Linked DNA regions of Mus musculus: region 1 is linked to region 2. The links are chromatin contacts, called in public Hi-C maps. All regions are on one chromosome and are shown on one strand. Each heading gives the region's core, a stretch centred on a gene start, on an enhancer-like site or on the middle of the called end of the contact. The rest is flanking DNA. Distances are from core to core; before and after follow the strand shown.

Region 1 (6,482 bases), core at 2,171-4,670, 680 kb before region 2:
AGTAGTATAATTACTGGATCACACAATTACCCTATTTTTACATTTCATTGTGGGGAGGGGGGTTCGTAGATCATAGTATGTGTGCCAGGATATAAATATGGAAGTCAGAGGACCTGTCTCCTTTCACCATGGGTTCAAACTTGAGCTGTCAGGGGCATCTCCCATCAAGCCATCCTGGTGGCCCTATTTGTATTTGGGGGCTCCATGATATTCTCTGCAGTGGTTGGCTAATATGCATTCCCAGTAAAAGCATGTAATGATAATTACGTTAATGATGTAATTACTAGCTCCCTTGCCTCCACGTTGTCACCAGCTCTTGTTGTCCTTTGTCTTAGCCATTCTCACTGTCCGGAGGTGACTTCTAACTGTTGCCTTCATTTCTGTTTCTGTAATGACTGGGATGTTTGGATATTCTTTCATTTGCTCCAGGGACACTTTCGAGAACTATTTAAACCAGTTGCCCATTTGTGAATTATATTATTATTTAGGGTTGTTTGTTTGCCTTTACTCTTTAGTTGAGTCATGTATAGATTCTGCATAGCAACCTTTGTCACCTCCTTTAAAACCAGCCCCACCATTTTCCTGAAGTTACTTTTGACAATAACAATTCAAGTTAAATTGACTTGTAAACTATTAAATGGGACATAAAACTTAGCCGTTGTCACTAATAATATTATTAAAACTGCTAGAATCTTTGCAGTATTGATCTTATAGGTTCCCATCTGAACACAGGACTTATTCTTGTGACATCAATTTCACTCATTGATTATTTCATTTTAACAGACGTCCATAGCCTGCCTCTGAACTTGATCTCAAATGTTCTCTCTTCCTGATTCAGCCCATTGTGACTCCAGACCATGGGTCTGTAGCATTGACATTGCAACTATGATACAGAGAAACAGAGCAGACACATCAATGAAAATTATTGAATGGCTTCCAATTTAAACACTATGCTACCCTAAAAAAAAAACAAAAACTGACAATGACTTTGACCACAGTTGACGTACCCTATTGCTCTCATTAGGCCTGCCTGTAGTTCCTAGTCCTTGTATCTATATCTAAAGCTGAAATGGGATTCTCAGTAAGACAAAGAGATACAGCCTGTATTGGAAGCACAGATGTACCCATCCCCTGGATCTCCCTTATACTGAGAGCTCTAAAACATGTTGTGGTGTGATCATAGGTCAAGGCATCAACATAGCTGAAGGTGAAGGAAATACAGAATGGGTAGTAGAGGAAGGTAGTTATAAATACCAATTAAGGCTACGTAACCAGTTGCAGAAACGAGGATTATAAAATATGAATGCCCCATTGTAAATTTACAAATACGTTTGCGATTGTACGAGGGATAGTTATATCATGTTAGGTGTATTCACAACCTTGTTATTGTTTCATGTGAGCATGAGATATTATTTGTGTCAAGTTGACAAGGGGTGGATTGTAGTGGCTATTCTTGGTTGTCAACTTGACTATATTTGGAATGAACTACAATCCAGAATTGGAAGGCTCACCAGTGACCCTTATCTGGAGGCTTGGAGATCCTTATCTGGATCTTGGTATGGAGATCTTGAGCCACAGTGGCTATGGATTCCAGAAGATTGAATCTCCGAGTTTAAGGAACACACCTTTAATCTGGGCTACACCTTTCATCTGGGATTAAAGGTGTGGTGGAACACACCTTTAATCTGGGCTACACCTTCTGCTGGAGACAATATAAGGACATTGGTGAGTGTCCTATGGAGAGAACACTGGTTATCTTCACAAAGTACTATTTTAAAGGAATTTAGGAAGCATTAAGTGTTTGCAACTGTGAGACCCACCTCTGACCTGTGTGAAGTATTAGTATTGTGGTCATAATCTTCTGACTCAAGAGATGGATCCACTTCCAGCCTGTGAGGTTGAAAACCAACTCACTGATTTTACCAGCTCCAAAAACATGTCTCTATTTTATGAAGGCTGCCAGAATGAGAACCAACACGATTCGCTAGTACAACTTCTGTGTTTAGTAACACAAAAGAGCCACTGTATGGTCCTAATTTTGTTATTAGATATTAATTTTTCTCTGTGTGCTCTACTGAGCCTTCTTCTCATAGCCAAAAATCATGAGAAGTATCACTCGTTTGAATAAAATGTTAGTTCTATGTTTTTTTTCTTAATTAATAAATCCTGTGTGCATAGAGTGCACTGCATTTTAGACTGCATTATGATTACAGAAGCTAATTGCTCTGTATAGGTTCACTTTTAAAATGATTTTTGTTTGTGTTTGTTTGTATGTGTGTTTGTTTGTGTGTGTGTTTGTTTGTTTCTGGTGTTGGGGATGGCTTGGCAATGCTCTGTCTCTGAACCACACCCCCAGAAAAACATATTTGGGAACCAGTTCCAAGAATGGAAAACATAGGTTTCAGAGGCCAAACAGAAAGTGGCTTTGTAAAGGAAGAAGCCAATGTTGCTGAAGTCTCTAAATAAGATCAAGGGCCAGGTGTCGAGGAGAGGATGAAGCAGAAATAACACACACACAGGGTAGTTTGCAATGAACCAAGCAGGTATGGAATAGCCATGGAGCTAACCAGAGGCAGGAAAAGTCTTGAGGTTCACAGAATTGGCTCCAGATCCCGCAACTGTGAGCACTGCTCTGTGAGGCAGCCTGGCCCTGGCCTTGGAAGCAGAAATAATCACATGGTCACCCATTTTGATTATCCCAGATTAGGGAACTGGCAGGTGGGAGTGGTAGTAAAAGGACATTTCTAGAATGTGCCTGGCGATCTGGCAAGGAGTTCAGAGGAGATCTGCAGTTGGGCAGGCTGTGTGGGAAGAAGCCTTAAATAACTGCCCTGCAAGCTGTGTGTTTGAGAGGGTGTTGGTAATGGAATGCCTTAGACAGGGCCATGCCAACAACAAAGTACACATTCCTGGGGGCCTGGAGGCCCAGAGTCCAAGATCAGGTTGGCTTCTGAGGCCTTTCCTGGGCTTGCAGATGACCTTCTTGTGTCCCCATACGTCAGTCCCTGCCCCCAGGTGCTTTGTCTACACCCTCTTTATAAAGGCCTGTGCTCAACCTATGGCTTCAACCTCGGGGATTAGAAGTCAGGGTTTTAGGGTCAAGGAGAGGAGTCTTTGGGTGAGAGTGGAGGAAGGGAGCCTGCGCCTCAGGACACAAGAGCTTAGGACCGTGCTAGTGGCCCAGTTGTAAGCCAGAGTCAGGCCAGCTGGGGCAAGTGTCAAAGGAGAGCTGATGGGAATGGCTGCTCGGATCAGGAGACTTCATTACAGAGAGGCTAGGGGCTCTCGAGACTGCTCAGCATTTCCTCACGCTACCGAATGCGTTGACATTGTTCCGTGTCAGCCCCACACTGTAGAGCGCCAAGGGCTCAAAGTGGCACTTTTCATTTCTGATTTCCCAACCACTTAGTCAGCTGTGAAGAGCTGACCTGAAAGGACAATTCCCAGTCAGAGCTTTTTTTTTTTTTTTTTAACCCCAGACCAAGGGTCATGTGTCGGCAGTTTTCTCTAAAACCAGTAGATGGCGATCTTCCATCCTTGGCCTGTTGACCCACAGGGATTAGCACTGACCTTGCCCCTCAAGGACAGACCTTTGTGATTGTGAAATTCCTAGGCAAATGAATGGATCTGGAGGGCATCATCCTGAGTGAGGTAACACAATCACAAAGGAACTCACACAATATGTACTCACTGATAAGTGGATATTAGCCCAAAACTTAGGATACCCAAGATATAAGATACAATTTGCTAAACACATGAAACTCAAGAAGAATGAAGACCAAAGTGTGGACACTGTGCCCCTTCTTAGAATTGGGAAGAAAACACCCATGGAAGGAGTTACAGAGACAAAGTTTGGAGCTGTGACAAAAGGATGGACCATCTAGAGACTGCCATATCCAGGGATCCACCCCATAATCAGCTTCCAAACGCTGACACCATTACATACACTAGCAAGATTTTGCTGAAAGGACCCAGATAAAGCTGTCTCTTGTGAGACTATGCCGGGGCCTAGCAAACACAGAAGTGGAGGCTCACAGTCAGCTATTGGATGGATCCCAGGGCTCCCAATGGAGGAGCTAGAGAAAGTACCCAAGGAGCTAAAGGGGTCTGCAACCCTATAGGTGGAACAACATTATGAACTAACCAGTACCCCAGAGCTCTTGACTCTAGCTGCATATGTATCAAAAGATGGCCTAGTTGGCCATCACTGGAAAGAGAGGCCCATTGGACACACAAACTTTATATGCCTCAGTACAGGGTAACGCCAGGGCCAAAAAAATGGGAATAGGTGGGTAGGGAAGTGGGGGGGGGTATGGGGGCTTTTGGGATAGCATTGAAAATGTGATTGAGGAAAATACGTAAAAAAAAAAAAAAGAAAGAAAAAGAAAAATGTATATATAAATCTAAGATATGAAACTTAAGTATGTTCTAAAAGTAAGATATCAAATATTTTGCCAAAACTTTATATGCCCCAATACAGGGGAATGCCAGGGCCAAGAAGCGGGAGAAGGTGGGTAGGGGAGCAGGGCAGAGGGAGGGTATAGGAAACTTTCGGGATAGCATTTGAAATGTATATAAAGAAAATAACTAATAAAAATAAATAAATTTTAAAAAAAAAAGGGGGGGCTGGTGAGATGGCTCAGTGGGTAAGAGCACCCGACTGCTCTTCCAAAGGTCAGGAGTTCAAATCCCAGCAACCACATGGTGGCTCACAACCATCCGTAACGAGATCTGATTCCCTCTTCTGGAGTGTCTGAAGACAGCTACAGTGTACTTACATATAATAAATAAATAAATAAATAAATAAATAAATCTTTAAAAAAAAAAAAAAAAAGGACAGACCTTCAACTCTATCTTGTCCTGGAATGTGAGGCCAGAGGCTAGCTCATCTTCTCTGCTAATTTATGCTTGCTCCCGATAACCTAGAAAACAGCTGCACAAGGTTAAAAACTAGATCTCCACTGGCAGCTACATAGACTCACTCCCTCGTGCGTGTCCTTGCGTCCCCTCTTTTCATACCAGTGGCATTCTCCAGTCACTGCCTCTCACAAATCTCCTATGCCTCTGGATTTTTCTGTTTTCTCAAGTCAGTTTGTTGTTGTTGTTGTTCTTGCTGTTGCTGCTGCTGCTGCTGTTGTTGCTGTTGCTGTTGTTGTTGCTGTTGTTGTTGTTGTTGTTGTTGTTGTTGTTGATCTGCTCCATGTTAAACCAGTTCAGGAGCATTCAACCTTTTGACATTCCAACATGAGGTTGTCATTCACAAAAATGTTGGCCACATTCACACAATCCTGGGATACCTGTGACTCATGAGCTGCAGGCTACACCCACCTGAACCTTTCTGCTCCTCCCCCAACTTCCTGTTCCTTCTCACTTGTAGCGCACCTTTCAGAGAGATTCCTCATTGCTTTCTAACCCAGCTCCTAATTCCAATGCTCACCAAGTGAAGTGGACAGCAAAGGACCTCACCTTGCAAAAGCCTCGAAAAATATTAGGCTGACTTTTCTGTGAAATAGAAGCATGAAGATTTTTGCATCGACTACCAGCAATACAACTCGTTTAATTTGGCTTTGATGTCTTAAAGGATTAAAATGTTGGTATCAGCCATAATATTTTAAAGCGAGCTAGAACACGTTGGCGGTTGTATCAAGAATCTGTTTGATGTCAAGGAATATGATTGCTGAAAAGGCATGGCATATGACTGATAAAATGGCATTAAAATGTAATGCTGGCAGTGGAGAATCTCAAAGATGGGGCGGGGGGCGGGGAGGAGAAGGTGGCCCTTAAAAGTGAGGACAGAGAAATGCAACTCAGGTGGGTGAGGTGCCACCAGCACCAGCTGAAGCTACTCAGGGCAGGCACTCAAGCAGCTTGCATCCCCTTTCAAAGAAGACCCTCGCCACCCTGTTTCTGCCTCAGAGGAAGAGCTAAGTTTAAATAGGTGGGGTTTCCCAGGGCCTCACGGTGTCCGTTTCTGCAGCAGGTGCCTGCCATCTGCCCTCACTGCCTGATCCATAATAGCCGACTTATGGTTCTTCCAAGGTGAAAGGTTCAGAATTAGTCTGGAAATAGGATTCACTTCTCCTCAGTTCCTCACAAGAGGGAGTAAGCCCCTTAGGGCCAGCTTCAGCCAGCTGGCAGTGATCAAAGCAATGAATGGATACTGGAGGACTAGAGAGAAAACCAGGAAAGATTTCTTCCTGGCAGTGTGAGCAGCAAAGTGTGAGCCTGCAGGTCTGGAGTTCCTCACTGAACCTAGTGTGTAGCCAGCCCAGATGAGTCGTCACCCCCCTGCCCAAGAACAGAAGAAGGAAGTCAGCTTGCCTTCCATCACACACTCTGCTGTGGATTTATTTTTATATCAAATAAGTAAGAAGCCTGTCAACTTGGCACACAGTTAATGTGTCTGCCCTGTGAGGGCCCTGTCTGCCCTTGATCTTCTCCATAGCCAGGGCCCCAATAAGTATGCAAATTGCACAACTGTC
Region 2 (6,046 bases), core at 1,404-3,903:
ATCACAGGAATGTGGTGGATTTGTCAAAGGCACCTATGATGTCACAGCCCAAGGAAAGAGGATAGCTCACTCCTGGCTTTGCTTAGCAATCCCACCCAGGCTTTGGAGAAGGGACAGGAAGTTCTGAAGGAACATTTCAACTTCCCTTATCAAGCAGTTTTCTTAGGGTAACTGCAGGATTAACATGAGGATGGAGAGTAGTGGTAATAACAGCTAATGTTCTTGGTTTGTAACAATGTGATATCTGAGGGGTGGGAGAGACAGCCCAGGGATTAAGAGCACTTGCTGATCTTGCAGACAACCCAAATTAAGTTCCTTGCACCCCCATGGCAGCTTCACAACCACTTGTAATTGCAGTTCCAGGACATAAAACACCTTCTTCTGGCTTCTATCAGCAACTGCACTCTTGTGCACAAACTCCCACATAGATACATTCTCATATGTATAACTTAAAAATAAATATAAATCTTTAAATAGTTTGCTTGCTAAAACCAGCTCAACATTTTAAGGTGTATTTCTCTTGGAAGATTCCATAAAATATATGTCAGAAAGAATTAATGTATATTAAATTTTAAAAGGGAAAAGAAAATGCATATCAATTAAGCACTTAATGTGTAATGGGCTCAGATGAATGACTTATTTTCTGAGTGAGGAGAAAGGTTGTGGGAGAGTGAACTATTAGTTAAAGTGGATATTCAAACCTGAGATACCCATGCACACGCATCACTGAGTGTGTCCATGAGAATCATGCTTTTGTTCTCAGAATCCAGTGTTTTTGTTTGTTTGTTCTTGTCTTTGTATTGCCTTCATGCTGCATAGACTTCTGGTCTACCTCCTTTAAGACTGTCTGTCCTTGACTCAAGGCCAAGCAGAAACAAATTGTAGGAAGGAAAAGATTGGTGTCATAGTTCAAAAACTGTTACACCCTAAAAATGAGTTGGCTTTTGACAAGTGTTTTTAACCTTATCTTGGAAGGAAAGCAGGGCTTCTCTCTTCCAGTGAATGGGACAGAAACCTGTTAGCAAAGTCCACTTTGGAGAGATGATCTCTTTGCTCAGAGAGTGATATTGACCTATTCCATGTCCTTCTCAGGCAATTTCTCTAAATAGGTAAATCTGGTTGAAGAATTTGTGGTGAATGGCTCATGAAGTAACATTTCCAAAGACACTGAGATGTCAAGATAAGAAAATGTGATGAAAAGGGGGACAACTATAAAAGAAACCGTGAGAGGATTATCTTTGTGTCCTGGAATATACTGTGAGCCCATGACAGGAGATAATATATGTAGCATAAAGAGAGGTATGCTGCCTCCACGGCCTCTGTGTGTGAACTCAGAGCTTGGCTCAGCAGCAGGTGGACACAAGTTCACTCTTCAGATGAAATAATATTAGCATGCTTTCCACAAGAAGTTACTGAGCTACGCCTCGGGAGAATGATTCTGAGTATGTTCTGAGTGAACAGGTACCGTTCCACATTCTCCACGTAGCCCAGGATGGTCTCTGAGATACAGTTCTTGAGACTCTATTCTTGACTCTAATTCCATGCAGTCTTTTCAAAGACAAATATAAGAGATGTGAAGTAAATCTTCCTAGTTCACATTGGAGTGAGTGGAGGAAAGAGCAAAGAGTGGCCTGGGAGGTTATGTTGCTGAGAGTGCGGGCAGTGATATATGGCTGGGGCAGACCGCTTAGTGGTGTTCAGTAATGATACAGCTGTGGTAAAAGAAATAAGGGTAGATATGTCGAGCTATGTTCCTCTGTCTTACTGCGAGTGAACTTTACTGAGAAGAATCCATCATTGAAGATAACCTGACATCTATAGTAATCTCATATTAAGCCCAGAAATGCAGAGCCAAATTGACAAGCCTATTTGTTAGTCACACTGTAATTTTATTCAACAACACAATCTTTCTTTGTAACCAACAGTGAGAGTTTGAGGCTTGTATTCACTTGAGTGTTAAAAAGTGAAGCCATGTTTTAATTTTTTCTTCTCTGTCCTACCTCCGTGATTTTAATTTCTAGATTTCTGTTTCTCCAAATACACTGCCTAAGACACCCCCATTAGAATGTATTGCTTAGAAATTCAGACTTTGCCCACTTAGCACATATGAGGTCCTGGGTCTAATACTTAGCACTGAAAAATTGAAAAGCACAAAGGTTTGTGGAAATAGTCAGTTGGTAAAGTACTTGCCACAGAGTCATGAGTAGCAGAGCTAGATCCAGAAACCCACGTAAAAGTAGCTAGCCACATGGTGCTTACTTAAGTCCTGGCACGAAGGAGGTGGAGACAGGCAGATCCCTGGAGCTTGCTGGCTAGCCACCTTAGCCTACTTGGTTAATAACTGGTCTGTACAATTATCTAAAGTCTGATAAGATAATAGTGTTCCCTCCCATCCATTGGCTATGGAGATATTTACCTGTAAATTCTACATCTAAGGTAGCTATATTCAGATCTGTGTCAGCATACGAGGTTCAAAGTCAGAGATTCTCATCTCATCCAAAATGGTTCTGTAAATTTCCTTACATCTGTGTGGCAATCCCCATGCTTGCACTTTTATGTCATGATCTCTTTCTGACAAGTTTTGCTGTCTGTGTGGTGGAAGCTTCTGTCTTGGCGGTCAGGGTGGAGAACAAATGACATTCCTTTGCAGTGACAGACCTTCTGGGCAGAATGGGCAGACAACCACACCCATGTGCCCTGGTATTCTGGTCCATGGCCGTGCAAAGACCGCTCCTCTCCCTGGCAGTGGTAACTGCTGCTGTTGTAACTGCCAGCTGCCTCATTAACCTGGGCCTAGAACTTGATTTGTCCACCCATTCCAGAAAGCCCCAAGGTACTTGCTCTTGTACAGTCCAAGTCAAAGCGTGCACATGTTCTGTTGGCAGTTCCTATGACTTAATTCTTGACAGGTGTAGGCAAGACTGAAATGTGACTACATGCATGCCTCTGTCCCCGCTGTTTTATCTTGTCTCAAAATCAAAGTTTAAAGACAGGCTTATTTCAGGATGAGATGGAAGAGCATAGGATGAAGCCTAGGATTCTGAGACAGTGCTGTCACTGCATATTCACAGAGCCAGAAACATTGCCTCAAAGGCCCAAGTAATCTCAGTTCTTTCAGAAATGTATTGCTTATAATGTAGGTGGAGAACATGGAGACAGGAGATATCTGTGGATGGGTTTAGATGAGAGATTATAAGGATTGCATGGAGGGAGCCACTTATATGTTTTGTTTGGACCCATTGCCCATCGGGCACAGGCTTGTACTTACACAGATTTATATAGACCACAATCATAAGGTGTGAACCACACCTTTCTCCTAGAGTTTCTACAACCAGTTAGACATTAGAGTTATAAATCAGGATGTGGTTGTGTGTGCCAGAAACACAAGAGAACAAAACAGGAGGTACGCTGTGATGTACCTTGGATTACATAGCAAGATCATATGTCCACCCCAAAAGCCAAGATAAAAATAAAAGAAACCAAAAATAAAATAGTCATATGTGATGTCTGAGCTCAGAAATTCTCAAACATTTTAGCTTCCCTCCAAAGTTCTTAATTTGCTTTTGTCTAATCTACAAGCAGTGACCTCAGCTTTATAGTAGAGATTGAATTCAATTTGCTTCTCACAGAAATAGCATCCTTTCTACTTCTCTATCCATAGATTTCCTTAATTTTTATTTAGTTACAAATTTAATTACTATGAACAGGCTTAAAAACAAAGGCCATCTAGCCATAGGTCAGTATTCCAACTGGAGAGAACATTTCAGAATTCAAATTGCCACAGCAGAGAGTCAACACTTTTTACCATGGACGTCAAAATACTAGTTTCTCCTGACTCTGTTGAATGGAAGTTGATAAACAGTTCCATTATTGAGGTCTGGTTACTACTGAAAAAAAAAAAATATAGGGCATGCATGTTTTTCTTCCAAGGTGATTTTTTTTTTTTTTTTTTTTTTTTTTTTTAAGGAACGGCTCAATACCATTCCCAAGTGGTAATTTTGCCCACACTGAAAGATGATGCCTTGGGTAGAAGTGTTTTTCTGTTCTTCTTTTGATGATTCACACTCTTCCTCTTTTGCCCTTCTGATCCTATGTTACCAACTTCCCACAGCTTGTGCTTAGGGCTTCACCAAGGGAGCTTGAGCCACACGAGGCAACTCTGATCTCGGAATGTTCTGCTGAGGGGTAGAAGAATCCTAAGAACTTTATTTTAAAAGGGGAGAGGAATTAGGATACATATATTGTCCTACCTTTGTTTAAGCTAAGTGGATCATAGGCTTTTATTCTTCTGGAATCCAGACAATGTAAATCTTAATTTTGGATCAAGCAAGTAGCCATATAACAAGCCGAAGTGCTCAGCCAATGGATGACTTAGTCTTATAAGTGGTGCTTTGATGGCATTGGTACAAGTTAATGCTCCTTATAGGAAGTATTAGCAAATGATTATTTGCATTTATTATAGAGATACTATAATGACACAAGTTTTAAAAAATTCTCCAAATAGTTATGATTCCAAGATTTCTATTCCTTTCTTATCTTAGTACCAAACTCAAAACAAAACAAAGCACAATCCTTTTGTTTATTCAAGCAACTGTTGTTTGACTCTGGGTGTGCTGAGCACAGCTGCTACTTACTCTAATTGCTGCAAAGGAATGCAAAGGCGCAACTCACTGGCTTTTCTAGCTGCGCTTCTCCTTTGGCTGGTATTTTCATAGTTTATACTTGTTTTTAAAAGTTGCTATGATTTATGTAACAATATGAATAACTTCATGCTACTTGTGTGTTTGTATCAGTTATTTGTCTCATTGTCCTGACAAGATCAACTTAAGGAAGGGAGAGTTTATTTTGGCTCAAAGTTTGAGGGTACACAGTCCATCATGGCAGAGAAAGCATGGTGGAGGGAGAATGGAGCAGCTGGTCACATTTCAGGCCCAGTTAAGGAGCAGAGAGAGAGATGAATGCCAGAGTCCTGCTGGATTCCTCCCTTTTGTTTAGGTAGGACCTCAGCCTAAGGGATGGTGCTGCCCACAGTTAAGGTGGGTGTTTCTATTCCAGTTAACCAAATCTAGATAATCCCTCACAAGTATGCTCAGAGGCTAAGATCATCTACAGTGCCCTTTACAGGCACGCACAGAGGCTTGTCTCTTAGGTTATTCTAGGCTGTGTCAATTTGGCAATCAATACCACAGTAACCTATGTGAACACTTATCCTGTGAAGAGCTTATAAATGATTCTGTTTTCTCATTTCACCCTCAGTAGTTAGCTGGTATAATGAAGTATCTCCAAGGAGACAGACTGCATCCATATATTGGCAAATATGCTCCCATACAGCCAGACACCACTCTTCTCTCATGAAGGCGAGAGAGAATAAAGAATCTTTTACTGAAAGTCATATTTTCAATCCAGTGAGGCCAGAGCATTGATCGAACTGCATGTTATAGAGCCTGCAATTCTCTGAGGTCCCAGGAATCTGCTCTGACGCTTTGATGTCCATACCATTATCCTCAGGGAAATTAAATGGGTCTGGCACACAATCCTCCCTAGTTCAGGAGCTCATGGTATTGCTGTGATGGCTCTGAAGGCCTAGGGCCGCATCACCTCCCCACACTCTGTCCCCACCTCTGGTTGGAGTTCATAGATATTGACAACGAATACATTTTAAGCCTGCATGTTTCTTCACACATGGCCAGTGAACTAGGGTTAACATTTTGCAATGAAAACTTCTTCAGCTCTCTTGCTGTTGCAGGCCCTGGGGAGATGTGAGCCCAATGCCTCTCTATGTACTTCTTGCTTGAATTTTATTTCTATTTTCCAGAAGTTTCTGAATTATAAAGTTGCCTATCTGACCCTGTGACACTTGACATTTAAACTTAGGGGATATAGTCCTCAAAAGAATGGTTCTCAAGCTGGGCGTGGTGGCACACGCCTTTAATCCCTGCATTTAGGAAGCAGAGGCAGGCGGATTTCTGAGTTCGAGGCCAGCCTGGTCTACAAAGTAAGTTCCAGGACAGCCAGGGCTACACAGAGAAACCCTGTCTCGAAAAAA

Evidence for each region. A called contact is a pair of places that touch in the nucleus more often than the background predicts.
Region 1: a contact with region 2 is called in a Hi-C map of muscle stem cells, with 2.8 times the contacts expected there. The contact joins two enhancer-like sites. A contact is called at or near these places in 2 of 484 Hi-C or Micro-C datasets (brown adipocytes and muscle stem cells).

The regions. Positions count from the first base shown.
Region 1 is chr17:10,497,954-10,504,435 of GRCm38.p6, reverse strand. All of the region lies in intron 4 of Pacrg (PARK2 co-regulated), which reads left to right. The region is part of intron 2 of Gm16168 (a long non-coding RNA gene); the gene reads right to left. Among named protein-coding and RNA genes, the nearest start is that of Gm16168, 8.0 kb to the right of the region's middle. Within about 2 kb of position 3,420, at least 42 of the 459 cell types and tissues checked have an H3K27ac peak or open chromatin away from gene starts, as enhancers often do. A contact at or near this core is called in muscle stem cells, where this site is marked.
Region 2 is chr17:9,818,163-9,824,208 of GRCm38.p6, reverse strand. No RefSeq gene overlaps it. Among named protein-coding and RNA genes, the nearest start is that of 4930452A19Rik, 45 kb to the right of the region's middle. Within about 2 kb of position 2,653, at least 22 of the 459 cell types and tissues checked have an H3K27ac peak or open chromatin away from gene starts, as enhancers often do. A contact at or near this core is called in muscle stem cells, where this site is marked.